Linked DNA regions of Mus musculus: all the other regions are linked to region 2. The links are chromatin contacts, called in public HiChIP or PLAC-seq and promoter capture Hi-C maps. All regions are on one chromosome and are shown on one strand. The core of a region is the stretch at or near the end of the contact, and the rest is flanking DNA. Distances in the headings are between cores, read along the strand shown.

Region 1 (2,772 bases), core at 266-2,765, 680 kb before region 2:
TGTGTGTCCTTTTCCATCACTTTCCACCTTATTCTCCCATGTCAGAGTCTCTCACTAAACCTGGAGCCAGGCTGCTGGCCAGTAAGTGCAGCAAGCCTCCTATGTCTGTCACCGCCCCCACATCATCAGCGTCAAACGCACATAGCTATGGTTGGCTTTTTAACATGGGTTCTGTGTATTTGAACTCAGATCCTCATGCTTGCCCACTATACATGCTTGACCACTGAAACATCTCCCAAGCCCCCAGTTTCCTATTGAATAAAGTATACTAATACGTTAGACTCTCCAAAGCGGAACACTCAAGTCAAAATCAGAACACTCAAATCAAAATCAACTTCATAGATCACTTAGTGCTACAAAACTCTATCTTTAAAAATGTTCATGCAACAAACAACAGCAAAAATCATGTGAGCAAAGAGTGTTAGGCCAGACAGGGAATGGTGAATTGCTCCATCTCAAACCTTGGTCCCGGGCTGGCGAGATGACTCAGTGGATAAGAGCACTGACTGCTCTTCCAAAGGTCCTGAGTTCAAATCCAGCAACCACATGGTGGCTCACAACCATCCGTAATGAGATCTGACACCCTCTTTGGTGTGTCTGAAGACAGCTACAGTGTACTTACATATAATAAATAAATAAATCTTTAAAAAAAAAAAAAAAAAACACCTTGGTCCCAGCTGCTTCATAGTGGCTTCTTAGAGAACTCTGTTGAGAGGGACTTTGAGGCTTTGTACAAACTCAGCAGAAAAAAAATAAATAACAAAAGGCCCCATGGAGGACAGGGAAGTGCAGCATCCTCCTTATGTTCAACTTTCTATTTTTAACTTCTACATCCTCCAGCATCATCCAAACAGCTACAATAACTACTTATCATTTCCTCAAAATACTATGCAATACTTGCCACGAACCTCATTGTTTTTCCTGACTTTCATGGTCTACACTGTTCTTTCCTGAACTTCCTTAGTTATTCATCTTCTTTCTGAAGTAGTCTAGCCACCTCTCGTACCACTTTGGAGTGTGTATCAACATCCCTTGATTTATAGATGGCATGTGTGTAAACTATATGTGGTTTGCTTTTCAAGTTGGATAATAAACTTGTTGAGGGCCGTGGAGAAATGTAAAGGCACATGCAGTTTTGTAAGTTGACCAACAAATACTCAGGAGGATTTCTCTTTGGTATAGAAACAAAATGTGTCCATCAGAAGCTACAAAGGTTTCCAGTCTTAGTACATATGCCTATCTTTGTGTGCTTGTAAAAACTGACCCGTGTCAAAGGCTCACCAAGAGCCCAAGGCTGTCTCTGGGGAGTGGAGGCCATTGCTGCTCCTTCAGTTAGCAGGACAGTAACCTGAAACTGTGGCTTCCACCAGAACAGTATCTGAATTTCTAGAATATTCCAGCCCTTGTTTAAAAACACCCTACTTTCAAACTCTGGAGACTGCTCAACCAGCCAGCCTCTTCATATGCCGTTGATTTGGGTCATGTGACATTCTTCTATCGTCCGGACACTCCCTGAATTCCTCTTAGTTCAGCTGCAGCAGAGAACACCACTGGTGCTGCCTTAGGTAAGGGCTATTGTTGTGCAGAAGTGTTCTTATTTCTCTTGAAAGTCTACATTGAACCCATTACATAAACTCCTAGAGCCCGTGAATCACTGACAGTCAACTCAAGAGACCATTTGTTTTGTGTCACCCAAAGTAAACACAGTGAGATGCAAATTGGTTCACTGACCTATGACTTTTTAGTCTATATCTGATTCCAACTATTAGTAATTACTGTTTAATTCATTCAGTACTTCTCCAAAATGTGTACCAAGAAACTAAGAGGGCACTGTGACAAAGTCATAGTACCAGGCACATTTTGAATCTTCAAAAGGAACAAAAGCACTTGGGTATTATATAAACCACTATCTCAAGAGAGGTCACAGTTTTAACACTGAGTAAGGCTATATTCCTATCAGCGACTTTACCATTTCAGAACTGTTGTTTTATTGCTTGCTATGGTTTTAAAAAAAGGAAAGACAAACTTTATGCAGGAGAGAAAACAAAGATGGCGTTGTCTGACCTACTTCTAGAGTTAGAGAATTTGTTCCACACTCAACAAATACATGCATCGCATAGTAACTAACTGTTGTTATTTAAGAACTAAATGAAAATACTATTTTGCCTTTCAGTTTATATGTATTTTTTCCCCACATGGCTATCAAGTTGTTTGAATATACTTACTTAGTTGTTTGGACTTAAGAAAAATAGAATAGTTTAGTAACCCTTTTTAGCCAAGAGCATAAAAATAGGCACTGATAGGTCAGAAGACACGAATAAATTTTGGAAACCATAGTGTAGTCTCACCAGTGATTAAAAGTTTAGATAGATAAAAAGCTTTGTATCAATATGGTAGACATTTGCTTTGGGATGATCCAATGAACTAAAACAGAGAGAACTGGAGGAGTGAGGAGCAATGTGGAAGGAAGGAGGATGAGAAGGTAGGAGGAAGATGGAGCTGTCAGTCTAAGAGACTATCTGGGCAATCGCTGAGATTTAGAATTTATGCTAAACACCTTACCTCTGATAATAGTTCTTAGTCTTGGGGCTTGGACCATCATGTTTGCTGTGGCACCTTCTGGATTTCTTCTGCTCTCATTAGTAAATAGTCATTTCCCAAAGCCCCAAATGTTTCCTCACTACCCTGGCAGTCTAGAGCCTTCTACAGTTAAGGATTATCTGGGTATGCCCATGGGGGTGCTATACTCAATTAGTACCTAGCCTTCCCAGT
Region 2 (2,700 bases), core at 112-2,611:
ACAGAAATACATGCCCACAAAACACCGATGCCCATAAAAATAAATGTTAAAAAAATACTTTTGGCCTAATTATTTACCAAATAAATCAATTTGGTGAGGTTATCTTCAAGAATACCACTACCTACAAGCTACTCAAAGTATTACGGTTACTACAGATAGGGAAATGACATGTTTAACAAATTTTACTATCTCTACTTAAAATACACTTTTAAAGGTCATGTTTTTTTGTTTTTTTGTTTTTTTGTTTAGCTTCAACTCTAATTTAATAGCAGAACCATCATTGTGAATTGATCAACATCCGGATCGTTATTCTTGAATTCTTGGTTAACTATTCAACCTTTGAAATTTTTAGTACCAAAAAAGACACATATTTGACTTAAGTGTTACACCTTCTCTCGGGATCAAGAAGGCGATAGCACAGACCAAGTATTTGACTTAACCCTCCCCCAAGCTTCCAAATATTCATTGTATCGCACCACACACATAAAAAGGCACTATGCCAAATACTTTATCAAGTACACAAGGTCTCTTTCACTTTTTCTCTCCCACAAAATCTCAACTTAGAAGTAGGGGAGTTTTGGTAGAAGCTGGGAATGAAGTTCGGAGAACTACTGAACTATTAACTATCCCTACCCACAGCTTCAGAGCTCGGCCTGACCGCTCCAGAATGACCCGGTGAGCCTCCGGCACCTCCTACGCTGAGCACCTCCGCTTTCCAAGGCCACCCCCAGCCCCCATGACCTCCAAAGGCTCCCCTATAAAAAGCTCTGAGCAACTTGCTTTTCCTACAGTTTGTCTATCCTCCCTTCCCGGACCAAAGCACCGACTGGGACGTGGGGACAAAAGGCTGGACAAGCTTGCCACGTGTGGAAAACCTCATCACCTGGAACTCGGCGAACTCTTCACAGTTCACACTGCCACTGGGCGCCGCCATATTGAACGAACACGAGGACCCCCGCAGCCGACCAATCACCGTGGAGCAGAGGTGTCCGCGGTGCTGCCTGACAGCAAATACCGTGAGCCCGGGCGGTTGCCTTTCCTCTCGCTAAGCCTAGAGCATCGGGTTGCTAATGAGGGATGAGCCCCTCGAAGAAGCGTCGAGAAACTAACGGCGTTTGGGGAGGTGAGGGTGGGCAAGCGGTGAGAATGACTAGATGTTTTTAAAAACATAGCTAAGTGGAAAGCAGGCTTCCTTCGGGCATTCCCGAAGCCCGGACGCCATAGGGCCCTGGTCCCGAGTCCCTCCGCGTGTGTGACTCGCTTGCACAGTCCTAAAACACTACTCAGCGCTTCGCAGTTGGCAGACATCGCCCTCCCTCCTCCGCCTTCATCATGCCCGGGCAGGCAGGGCGTTTGGCCGCATCCTCCGCTCGTCGCGCACGTCCCGCACGCCCGCTGCGTCACGCCGGCACGCCCCGCCCACCCCGCCAGCGCCCTCCCCACGCGGGCCCTTGGTGACATTGAGCGCCAGCGCCGCGGCCGCCGTGGGGTGCTGTGCGTCGGCGGAGCGGGTGGCCATGTGGAGCCTCGGCGGCCTGCGCCTGGCGGCTGGTGAGACGCGGGTCTGCGGGCGGCAGGAGGGGGCATCGCCGGTGGGGGTGTCCTGCTTACTGCAACCGTGTGAGGACCGCAGCGCCTTAGCAGACGCGGGGGGCTGGCCGAGACCCTGGTATCTGGCGCTCATTCACGCAGCTCCCATCTTAAGTTAGTGCCTTGATGCCTCCACCTGGTCCCCATCCTCCTGTGAGCTCCTATTAAGAGTTATCCACGGAAGTAATGCTTTCCACCCTGACTTTCTCCTATCCGTTATTCTACTTGTGCCTTCCTACTTGTCCCTCCCTCTTTAGGTGAGGGACTCAAAGATCTCACAGAATACGAGTAATTGTTGCCTTAAGTTGTGGGTGGTAGTACATACTTTTAAACAATAGTGCGGTAAGTGCCGGGACTCTCTTAGGGGAAAGTGTTATGCTAATAACGTAAGGTCTATAGCCTGTTTTCTCAGTAAACATTGGAGCGGTTGAGTGTTTTGGAGTCTGGTAACGTGAACGTATCCCGCCTCGGGGAAATCTAGAGAGCCTTGAATTATCAAGTTGAGAAATCAGAGAGTTTGCAGCTTGTATCTTGAGGGTCTTTAGAGGGTAGCTTACCTTTTGATCATCTTTATGAACTTTCATGATCTATCCTTTGTTCCATGGCATCAAATTACTACAGAGTTGTTAAATTTTTAGAGAAAGAATAGCTCCACGTTTTGTTATTGGAGTAATGTATATTGTAAATGTAATTGAAGCAATGCAAAAAAAAAAAAATAGTACATGGAGAATAGTTGCGTAAAGAGTAGCCGGTGAAGAGGTTAGATTTTACCGACTGAAAGACCTTTCAATGGGTCAGCATTGCTTACACCCTTAAAAACTCACACCCACTCTGCTCTAGAAAGAAAACGGAGAAAGAGAAAAAGCACTCATTCTTTTACTGGTTTTGATTTGTATCAGTTAAGATCTAATCATCTAAAATCTCGATGTGCATGTTTATTAAGTATTACAAAGTTTTCAAAAGAGCAAGCAAAAGAATCAGCAACCTGTGAGTTATGTGAAAGTCACTTAAACACTGGCAGTAGTTACTTTTCTAGACTGTAGCACACGTCATGGAAAGCTAAAGTGTCTTGGAAGATTTCTGATGTTTTGGAACTTCTCTGCTGGGCCT
Region 3 (2,700 bases), core at 104-2,603, 620 kb before region 2:
GCTTCCTGTCCACTGTGTACGTTCAGCATCTAGTTGTTAGCTTTAGACATCTTATAAAGCCTCCGTCTGGCCAAACAAGTTGAAAGCCAGCCTGCCACAGGAATGCTGCCTTTTCTCGGTTCCCTACCCTTTTGCAACCCTCCCTCCTTTTATTCCCAACATTAAGCTCTGGTAGACTCTAGTTTCCGTGAGATTTGATTACATCTGAGCAACTCTCTAGCTCATAGAAAGGGCATTCTGCCTCCATTTTCATATTACATCTGCCTGGACGAACCATTGAAGCTTCCAATTGGTCGGCGAGCAAACTGATATTCCCAAAGGGGAGCAAGTGGGAAGTGAGTCGGAATAAAACTGGGTGGACCGTCCAAAGGAAATGAAAATTCTTGTTTGCAGAGTCACAGCTACAGGCTAATGTGAACAGAGCCCAGAGAGCCTTCCCTTCTCTCTCCTTTCCTATTCGGCCTCACTCACAGACAAGACCTTTTGCCCTGTTTCCAAGAGGTACCTTAAGACATTCAGATTCTGAGTGAGACCCTTAGTGTGGAGGTAGAAAGAAAGGTGCAGGGCAGCCGGACGGGCTGATAAAGAGGAGGTGGACGCAAAAAGGAGGAAAATATCAAATGACAGGTACTAGCGGATGGCCTGTAAGAGACTCAAATTTATGCCCAACACTCCTTCATACACTACCGACGCAATCTAACTTGTCAGGAAAGAATAAATGTACTCTGGGCCAAAATGGTTGTCGTCGCATCTACACTCTGAAAGCAAGTTTGACACGGGGTAAAGGACAGGGAAAGGGGTATTAAGAAGTTGAAGAATGGTGATTTCGCCTGTATAGATTCGGTTTTAGGCATCAAGCATCTAACAACACCTGTTGGGGCGTAAATCCAAAGGCTGGGGTTTCTTTTTGATTGCATGTTTCCGAAGGCCCTGGGCTAATAAAGGAAGAAAACAACAGGTTCCCACTGGCCGACTCTCGATCCGGCCCCTGCACCTCCCGGTGCCAGGAGCTACCCAAGTGCACCGCCCCGCGGGTGGCCGGCTCTGCAGGGCCAGGCAAATGGCTTCCTGTCTCGTGTGGCCCCGGATGGGACTCCCCCTTTTTTCAGGGCTCACCTGCTGGGAGCCAGGTGAAGAGGAGCAGGCCAGCAGCGAGCAATCCGCAGCCCATGCTGGCCCCCTCGCTGGCTACAGAGGCTCAAGGGCCCCGGAGAGGCGAGTCTTTCTTCATCAGCCGCCGGCCAGGACACGCATCTCCGAGGAGCCCGTAGGTCGAACTATGCGACGGGAGCGTCCCCTCTGGCCCCCACAGGTACGGCCCAGCCCACCGGTACCTGAGGCTCTCTGAGCTCCGCCCCAGCCCAGGGCTGTCTCGGTTTCCTGCTCCGCCCCGGCTTGGGGACCGCAAGCCTCCGCCCTACCTGTCACAGGCTGCCAGGTGACCCATCTCCGCAGGAAACAGAGCCTCTAGCCGTCTCCGTCTGCGCGCGCGGAGGAACTTGTCACTGGCTCCCCTAATTTCTAAGTCACCCTCACCCCTTGCAATTCTTTCCTGGTTCTAGAATTACGTGGCTGCAACTTCTTAGGGAGTAGTATTTCTCGTTGATGCACCTCTCTGTCTCTCTGTCTCTCTCTGTCTCTCTGTCTCTCTCTCCCTCCCCCTCTGTCTCTCTCTCTCTCTCTCTCCCCCTCCCTTTCACACACACACACACACACACACACACACACACACACACACACACACACTGAAAATACACTTCTGTACACTTCTGATGTTTATACCTAATGTCTTCTTGTCTTTCTTTATTCAAACTAAAGATTCTAAAAAGTAGAGCAGGAACCAGAGACCGCAAATTTATTTTTCCACGCTTATAAAATGAACACATGCTCACAGGAAAATAGGGAAAGTGTAATGGAGAAAGAAAGACCCTCTCTCACTGTACATAGATTCGGTTAGTGGTGATGTATTTTTTCCTTAGGTTTTCCACCCATCTTTCCTCGTAGCTCAGCAACCATGCACAGATCTCAGATAGCTCAAGACCAAGGTTTAGACCTTTGACCCAGTGAGGACAACTAGTTCTCTTAGCCACCATACCCAGTCTTTAGTGTTCCTTGGCAGGAAGTGAGTAGGGCCATGGGAATTTATAACTACTAAAAGAAAGGGGAGAAAGGCAAAGTGGCCTTATCAAACCAATCAAGACATTAACTTGGAAAGTCACGCATATTCTGGGCAATGTAAATAGATAGCAAGGCAGTTTACACACTCTTTCCTTATAGGGATTTTCATTGTCTGCTATATTCTCCTGTAAGAAGATTGTTCCTCCTTTCACCTCTCCCACCTCCAGCCTCCCCTGCCCATCACCTGCTTCAAGAATAGCATTATAAAGTGCTATTAAACAGAGCTCAGGAGGCCTCCACCCTGGTCACTGAACAGGATGCAGCTATTATTTCTCAAGAGCACCTACCTCTCTTGTCTTGCTAGGCTTTCAAGGACACTCTCTTCACTGTTGCTGCTAGTGTTCTCTATCCCCTTCCTAGCCAATGAAGCAGGCTTGTCCTAGATCTGTAGAAACACACACACACACACACACACACACACACACACACACACACACACACACACGCTTCTGGGTTAGTCCTCTGGTCCCCTCAATGGGCCTCTTCACTTTAAATATTTTTCCTATAGTCTCTTTACTTCCA
Region 4 (2,700 bases), core at 84-2,583, 710 kb after region 2:
AAGCCACCATCATTTGTGGCCTTGACCAATACAACTGCCTCCAAACTGGCCCATCAGTAACCCTTCTTGCTCCCTATCCATCCATCTCCATAAACAGCAAAATGAGCTTTAAAATATGTAAATCAGATCCTACTTAAGAATCTTTATTAGCTCTGTGAATTGATCTTAGGGTGTGTTGCTGAAGTCTGAACTGTATAAAGTAGCCAAAGAGAGTTAGACCTTGCCTCATCTCAGCCTAAACTTCTTGCCCCTACATACTTTCTGCTTTAGGCTTTTTATTGATGAAATTAACCATAGTGACCAAAGGCAACTGGGTGTGGAAAGGATTTATTTCATCTACGAAAAGAAGTGAGGGCAGGAGCTCAAGGCAGGGATCTGGACAGGAAGTGAGGCAGAAGTCATGGAGGAGTGCTGCTTACTAGCTTGCTCCCCATTGCTTGCTCAGCCTACTTTCTGGTACAACATAGAACTACCTGCACTGGGGTGAAGACCGCCCACATTGGGCGGGGCTCTCCTGTATCATCGTCAATCAAGGCAATATCCTACACACTTGCCCACTAGGCTAATTTTACAGAGGGTTTATCAAGATTCCTTCTTCTAGCTATGTGAAGGTTTCTGTCGAGTTGACAGAAACCAACCATCACGACTTCCTAGTACAGTTAAATGCTCACAAATCATGTTTCCAGGGTCTAGAACATTTTTAAGGGTCCCTTAATATACCTTGACCTTAAAAGGTACGTAATCATGGAGCTCTTCCCCGACAGTCCACAACTCATTCATCAATGTACCTATTAGTTTTTCTTCACAGTACCAGTCAAATGTACATTTCTGTAACAATTTACCTTAATGCCTTTTATTCCTATTACACCTTAAAAGGAGTGCTGTGGACATTCCTGTAAAACATGCTTAAGATGCTGCCGACCATTTAATTGACATTCAGCATATCCTTGTTTAATAATACTTAACCTCGTGAAGGCTGGGAGGAGCTACTGAGGCTTTTCTCTCTGTTTTGCTAAGTTTCTTTGTGTAGTGCCTGATGGAAGAAGATCCTTTCCCTGTTCACCAGAGAGAGCTTTTCCTCTGTCCCGAGTGGCGCACGAGAGACAAACTGCTTCCCGACACAAAGCAGCAGGTGAAGGAGATTAGCCTTATTTCCGAAGGACAGCATAATTCTCTTCTTAGAAGAGAAGGCAATCTCCTGGCGCAGGTGCAGGAAAACCTGCCAATCTCCGCCGGAGGAGGCGGGGATAGGGCGGGCCTCGGAAAGGGGCGGGTCTTTGGATGCTTCCCACGGCGTCCGATAGGCCCGTGCGAGCTCCGCCGGCGCCAGCCACGTTGGACGCGGGCATCCCCGCTGGAAGGCCACTCCCGGCCCCACAATGCACTGCGTGGCACGTCACTCCGAGCCGCGGGTCCCGGAGCGACAGGTATGGCCCGGCCCCTCTTTTCAGCTTCCTCTGGGTCTCCCGGAGCTCTGGCCGGCTGCTCGCGCCGCTCTCTCGGAGTTCCACCTCGGCTTGACCGGTAGTTGTCCGAGCCGGAGCTTGGTGGCGGTGGCCTCAGAGCTTAGGAGGACGGGCGTGCAGGGTCCGAGTCCCTGCGACCTAGGGCTGCGAGCCTCGCGGGCGGCGGTTGCTGTTTAGCAGGCCTGTCCTAGGATGGGCGGCTGGAGTAGGGGCTGCTGACGGGGAGGGACGGCCGTCCCGGGCTGCCAGCGAGCCGTAGTGTTGACTCCCTGGCTCCCGATGTCAGCAGCACACCGACTCACTCGGGCTGGTAGGTGGCCCGAGAGAGCTTGAGGTGGCATTCCTACTTTCTTTTGGGCGGGGTAGCTTGTACCCTGTGATTTGTGAAGTCTGAATGGGCGTTGCAGTTGGACATCTTACTCGTTGGCTCTGGGAAATCCCGTGAGGCCCTGTTTTAAAGGTGCTTTGCGACTCTCTGTGGCAGAAAAGAGACCTGAGAAATTGGCTCCACAAGTGGGGAGTCTCCTGCTGCTTAGCTTCCGGGATCACCATCACCTGGGGGCAGGTGGAACTCTTCAGAACCCGCCCCTCCTGTGCTTAACCCTGGGCAGAGCCTGGGTGTCCCGCCAGGCTACACGTGATAGAATCCCAGCGGATTAGTACAACCACCATTTTTTTAAAAAACGGAATCACATTCCATGTTACTGGTACCCACTCGTTTGCCAGTACCGTGAGAAGTCGGTTTCTTAAACAATACTTAGAACTTCTAGTGTGTAAAGGAAGACTTGAGAGCTGAACCTGACACCCGTAACCAAAAGTTACTAAAGGATCGGCCGTTTCCACTTAAGAAGATCACATCAGTTTAGTACTTGATTTTTAGAGACTGGGTAAAGTTTAAGTATATTTTAGTTTGGTGTATGAAAAGACACTAGCAAAGAGATACTTGCCACCTTCCTCTCCATGTAGTAACGAAGCCTGGGTATGTTTAGAGGCAGTGTCTTATAGAGTTATTAGAGTTAGTAACAACTTATTACTTACTAGGGGTTGAACAAATGACTTAAGCTTTTGGAACCTGTGTTTCTTCCAAAGCAAAGTGAAACAAATACCCAACCTTACCGGTTCCCGGAAGGTTCAAATGAGGTGTATGAAGTGGATCTTAAATTCAATTAAAAAAAAAAGATAGGTAACTCCTATAATATTCTGTCATATTGTACCTCTGGGCACTGTAGGCAGG
Region 5 (2,700 bases), core at 138-2,637, 710 kb before region 2:
AAAATTTCATATATGTATGAATTTTAATTTGCTCATATTCCTTCCCCTACATTGTCCTCTTTTCCTTGTTCTTCGTTCTCAGTTTCCTCTCTTGCATTCGCCAATGAAATCACTCATCTTGACATTGCCTGACTTGGTGGGTTAGTGCTCAGGGTGTAACCCCAAGGTGCAGAAAATGTCCTTTGTAGCCTTTGGCAATATCTCCCCCTTTCTTTTGTGCTTCTCTTACCTCTTTGGATTAGCAAAAGTAACACACCAAGGGGAGAAAGAAGGAAATGCAAGGAGACTGTGTTCATTCAGACCGCGTGACGCGCATGTGTGGAAATGTCACAGTGAAAGCCAATGCTTTTACATCAGTGATATATAGTACTACACTTTCAATTTTATATACATTCAATTCAATGTAGGGTATAATGTATCTATTGTCACAATGTGTATTCCAATTGCTTGTCTGACAAGGGACTGAGTATAGTATTCTAGCGTCGGAATAAAATCCACTGAAAGTTAAGAACATTTAATGCTTGCAATAATACCTAGAAAGCAACTGGTTCATAATTTTTTGCACATGTTAAATTTTATTTCTTAATGAATGAATGAACTGATTTTTGAAGAGATAAATTGAAAATACAGAAAGCGACTTTAGCAAGGGCCATTACCAACTCTTCTTTTCCCTGTCATTTTCTTTAACCTTGTATTTTTTACTTACAGGATTTTCTAGCTGAATGCTATGATGTTGAAAACCTAAGCCCGGATCATTCTTATTCTCAGATTCAGTTCTGTGATGACTTTCCTTCTTGTTCACAGCATTTTGACTTCCTAGCCTCCCTGCGTTTCCACTTCTGTGGCTTCCATACCTGCACGACTGACTGCTGATACCTGTCTCTGCTTTTCCTATCTGTTTCTGCATAGTGAAAATTCCAGATCTGCCACTTTACTGGCCCTGTGATTTTTAGATAAGTTTCCTGATTTCTTGGAACAATAATTGTGGTATAATAAAGATAGCAGTAAAATGTATGAAAACCAAAGGTATGCATGCATACATATATGAATAACGCATATACATTAACATGGCACATAATAAGTGCCCAATAATGGCAGATATTATTAATCTGAAATCAGCCTTCTGTGTTTACACTGTTGTATTCTTCCCGCCCCCACCCCCACATGCCATTAGAAATCAGATTCAGGACCTGCAGGGCATAATGTTCTACCACTGAGCTGTATGCCTAGCCAAGATGCTGCATTCTTGAGTACTATCTAGTCCTCATTTGCAGAGGTATTTTTCTCAAACAGATAACCCTAATCGATTCTCTAGCACTGTTTCTTCTCATCTCGTGACTTGTGACGTGTTGTTCTTACTTCCCCATGCCTTACCTTTGGCACAATCAGCGTGCAGCCCCTCTCTTTTCCTATAGCTTCAAGTTCTGCTCTAAGGCAGGCAGCCACTGAAACTGACACCCACAGGGTTAAACCTATTTGCTGTAGCTATCCCTCCTCCCCCTAGTCCCCCTTTTCACTGTAGGCTGGCAGCAGTCCTAGCTGCCTACTGAAGCCAAATGCTTGAGGAGAGAGAGAGTAAGGAGCCAGCCATGAATCCTTTCCAGAAAAATGAGTCCAAGGAAACGCTCTTTTCACCTGTCTCTACTGAAGAGATGCTGCCTGGACCTCCAAGCCCTCCAAAGAAGTCAACTCCGGTGAGTCCCAAAGTTCGGTTTGTCTCTGACAGTAATAGCATACGGAAGTCTTTTGAAGTTTCTCGTTGGCTGTTGGAACTTTGTGCTGAACTGTATTAGAGCAGAAAAACTACTGCTTTCATGGAATTAGAATTCACCTGAAAATTAATTCTAGACTCTTCTGTTTTGGGAAGGAAGCAACAGGGTGGGTTAGCCAGATTTTTTTTTTCAGTTGGGCCCCAGAGTTTTGCTCTGTTTCATTGCATATTCCCTGGGGGAGAAAAAGCACTTTGAATGTCCAGGGAGACTTGGCAAGCATTCCTGTCTGGAGAACTGTGTGTGATTGTTCTTTCCTTACCAATACCAAAACTCAGCCTTTAGTTTCCCTTGTGTGCAGAGCCTTCTTTTTTTGGACACCAAAAAAGCTTTAGAATAGACCCACTCTCTGTTACTAAGTGTCCCTACTTTAAAGTGGGAGGTTGGATAGAGGAACAAAGAATAATATTTTGTATTTCGTACTCGTTAAAGCACTTCCGATTGTATCGCCTTGTTCGATTCTCATATCATATTAAAATCCTCTTTGTAGAAAGGCTACAGTAATAATAACCAATTATTTGCTGAGTTCTTAGTATCAACCATGAGGTCAGTATGATTCTGATTTCCTTGAAGTAACAGAAATGAAACACAGAGCGGAGTACTGGTGTCACTTCAGTAAGGATTGCATGTTAATCCAATCAGTGAGAGTGTATGCCGCTAATGTTAAATAAACTCTATGTTACATAGTTCTCAGGATGAGAGCTGCAAAGGTAATAATTTCAACTCAGTGCATCTTTCAATCAAGTTGTTATCATGCAGTAACATGTATATAGAAAGGTGATTTATTCATATCCACATGGGTAAAAGGCAGACTAAGTTTTTTATATATAGTTTATCATATCTTGTTAAGGGTGGTTAGAGAGGTACATACCTGTGAAATAAGAGGTAATATAAATCTCATGTTAATGTTTGAATGTCTCAAAGGATAGAT

The links. Promoter capture Hi-C pulls out the DNA fragments that hold promoters and counts their contacts. HiChIP or PLAC-seq counts read pairs in DNA pulled down with a chosen protein or histone mark.
Region 1: a contact with region 2 is called in an H3K4me3 HiChIP or PLAC-seq map of bone marrow-derived macrophages, with 5 times the contacts expected there. The contact joins the enhancer-like site here to the promoter of Ccdc58 in region 2. A contact is called at or near these places in 2 of 39 promoter capture datasets (the HPC-7 cell line and hippocampal neurons), 6 of 115 datasets of contacts at active chromatin or transcription factors (bone marrow-derived macrophages, embryonic forebrain, embryonic hindbrain and 3 more) and 1 of 9 other capture datasets (macrophages).
Region 3: a contact with region 2 is called in a promoter capture Hi-C map of embryonic stem cells, with 3 times the contacts expected there. The contact joins the promoter of Ildr1 here to the promoter of Ccdc58 in region 2. A contact is called at or near these places in 8 of 39 promoter capture datasets (the C10 cell line, cranial neural crest, embryonic stem cells and 3 more), 1 of 484 Hi-C or Micro-C datasets (embryonic stem cells), 13 of 115 datasets of contacts at active chromatin or transcription factors (effector CD8 T cells, embryonic stem cells, epiblast stem cells and 4 more) and 2 of 9 other capture datasets (embryonic stem cells and macrophages).
Region 4: a promoter capture Hi-C map of pre-B cells shows a contact between it and region 2, with 3 times the contacts expected there. The contact joins the promoter of Sec22a here to the promoter of Ccdc58 in region 2. A contact is called at or near these places in 2 of 39 promoter capture datasets (hematopoietic stem and progenitor cells and pre-B cells).
Region 5: a contact with region 2 is called in a promoter capture Hi-C map of hippocampal neurons, with 6 times the contacts expected there. The contact joins the promoter of Slc15a2 here to the promoter of Ccdc58 in region 2. A contact is called at or near these places in 9 of 39 promoter capture datasets (the 3T3-L1 cell line, the HPC-7 cell line, cranial neural crest and 6 more), 1 of 484 Hi-C or Micro-C datasets (bone marrow-derived macrophages), 17 of 115 datasets of contacts at active chromatin or transcription factors (the 230-238 cell line, astrocytes, bone marrow-derived macrophages and 7 more) and 4 of 9 other capture datasets (adipose tissue, embryonic stem cells, liver and 1 more).

Annotation. Positions count from the first base shown.
Region 1 is chr16:36,746,009-36,748,780 of GRCm38.p6, reverse strand. No RefSeq gene overlaps it. Among named protein-coding and RNA genes, the nearest start is that of Slc15a2, 38 kb to the left of the region's middle. Within about 2 kb of position 1,515, at least 12 of the 459 cell types and tissues checked have an H3K27ac peak or open chromatin away from gene starts, as enhancers often do. A contact at or near this core is called in bone marrow-derived macrophages, where this site is marked.
Region 2 is chr16:36,070,321-36,073,020 of GRCm38.p6, reverse strand. Ccdc58 (coiled-coil domain containing 58) reads right to left here and starts at 1,361. Exons shown (of 5, transcript NM_198645.2): 1 at 884-1,361. The coding sequence starts at 934. Fam162a (family with sequence similarity 162, member A) reads left to right here and starts at 1,460. Exons shown (of 5, transcript NM_027342.2): 1 at 1,460-1,551. The coding sequence starts at 1,518.
Region 3 is chr16:36,692,631-36,695,330 of GRCm38.p6, reverse strand. Ildr1 (immunoglobulin-like domain containing receptor 1) reads right to left here and starts at 1,353. Exons shown (of 8, transcript NM_001285788.1): 1 at 1,117-1,353. The coding sequence starts at 1,171.
Region 4 is chr16:35,362,551-35,365,250 of GRCm38.p6, reverse strand. Sec22a (SEC22 homolog A, vesicle trafficking protein) reads left to right here and starts at 1,333. Exons shown (of 7, transcript NM_133704.4): 1 at 1,333-1,427.
Region 5 is chr16:36,783,649-36,786,348 of GRCm38.p6, reverse strand. It overlaps Slc15a2 (solute carrier family 15 (H+/peptide transporter), member 2), which reads left to right and starts at 1,387. Exons shown (of 22, transcript NM_021301.3): 1 at 1,387-1,694. The coding sequence starts at 1,557.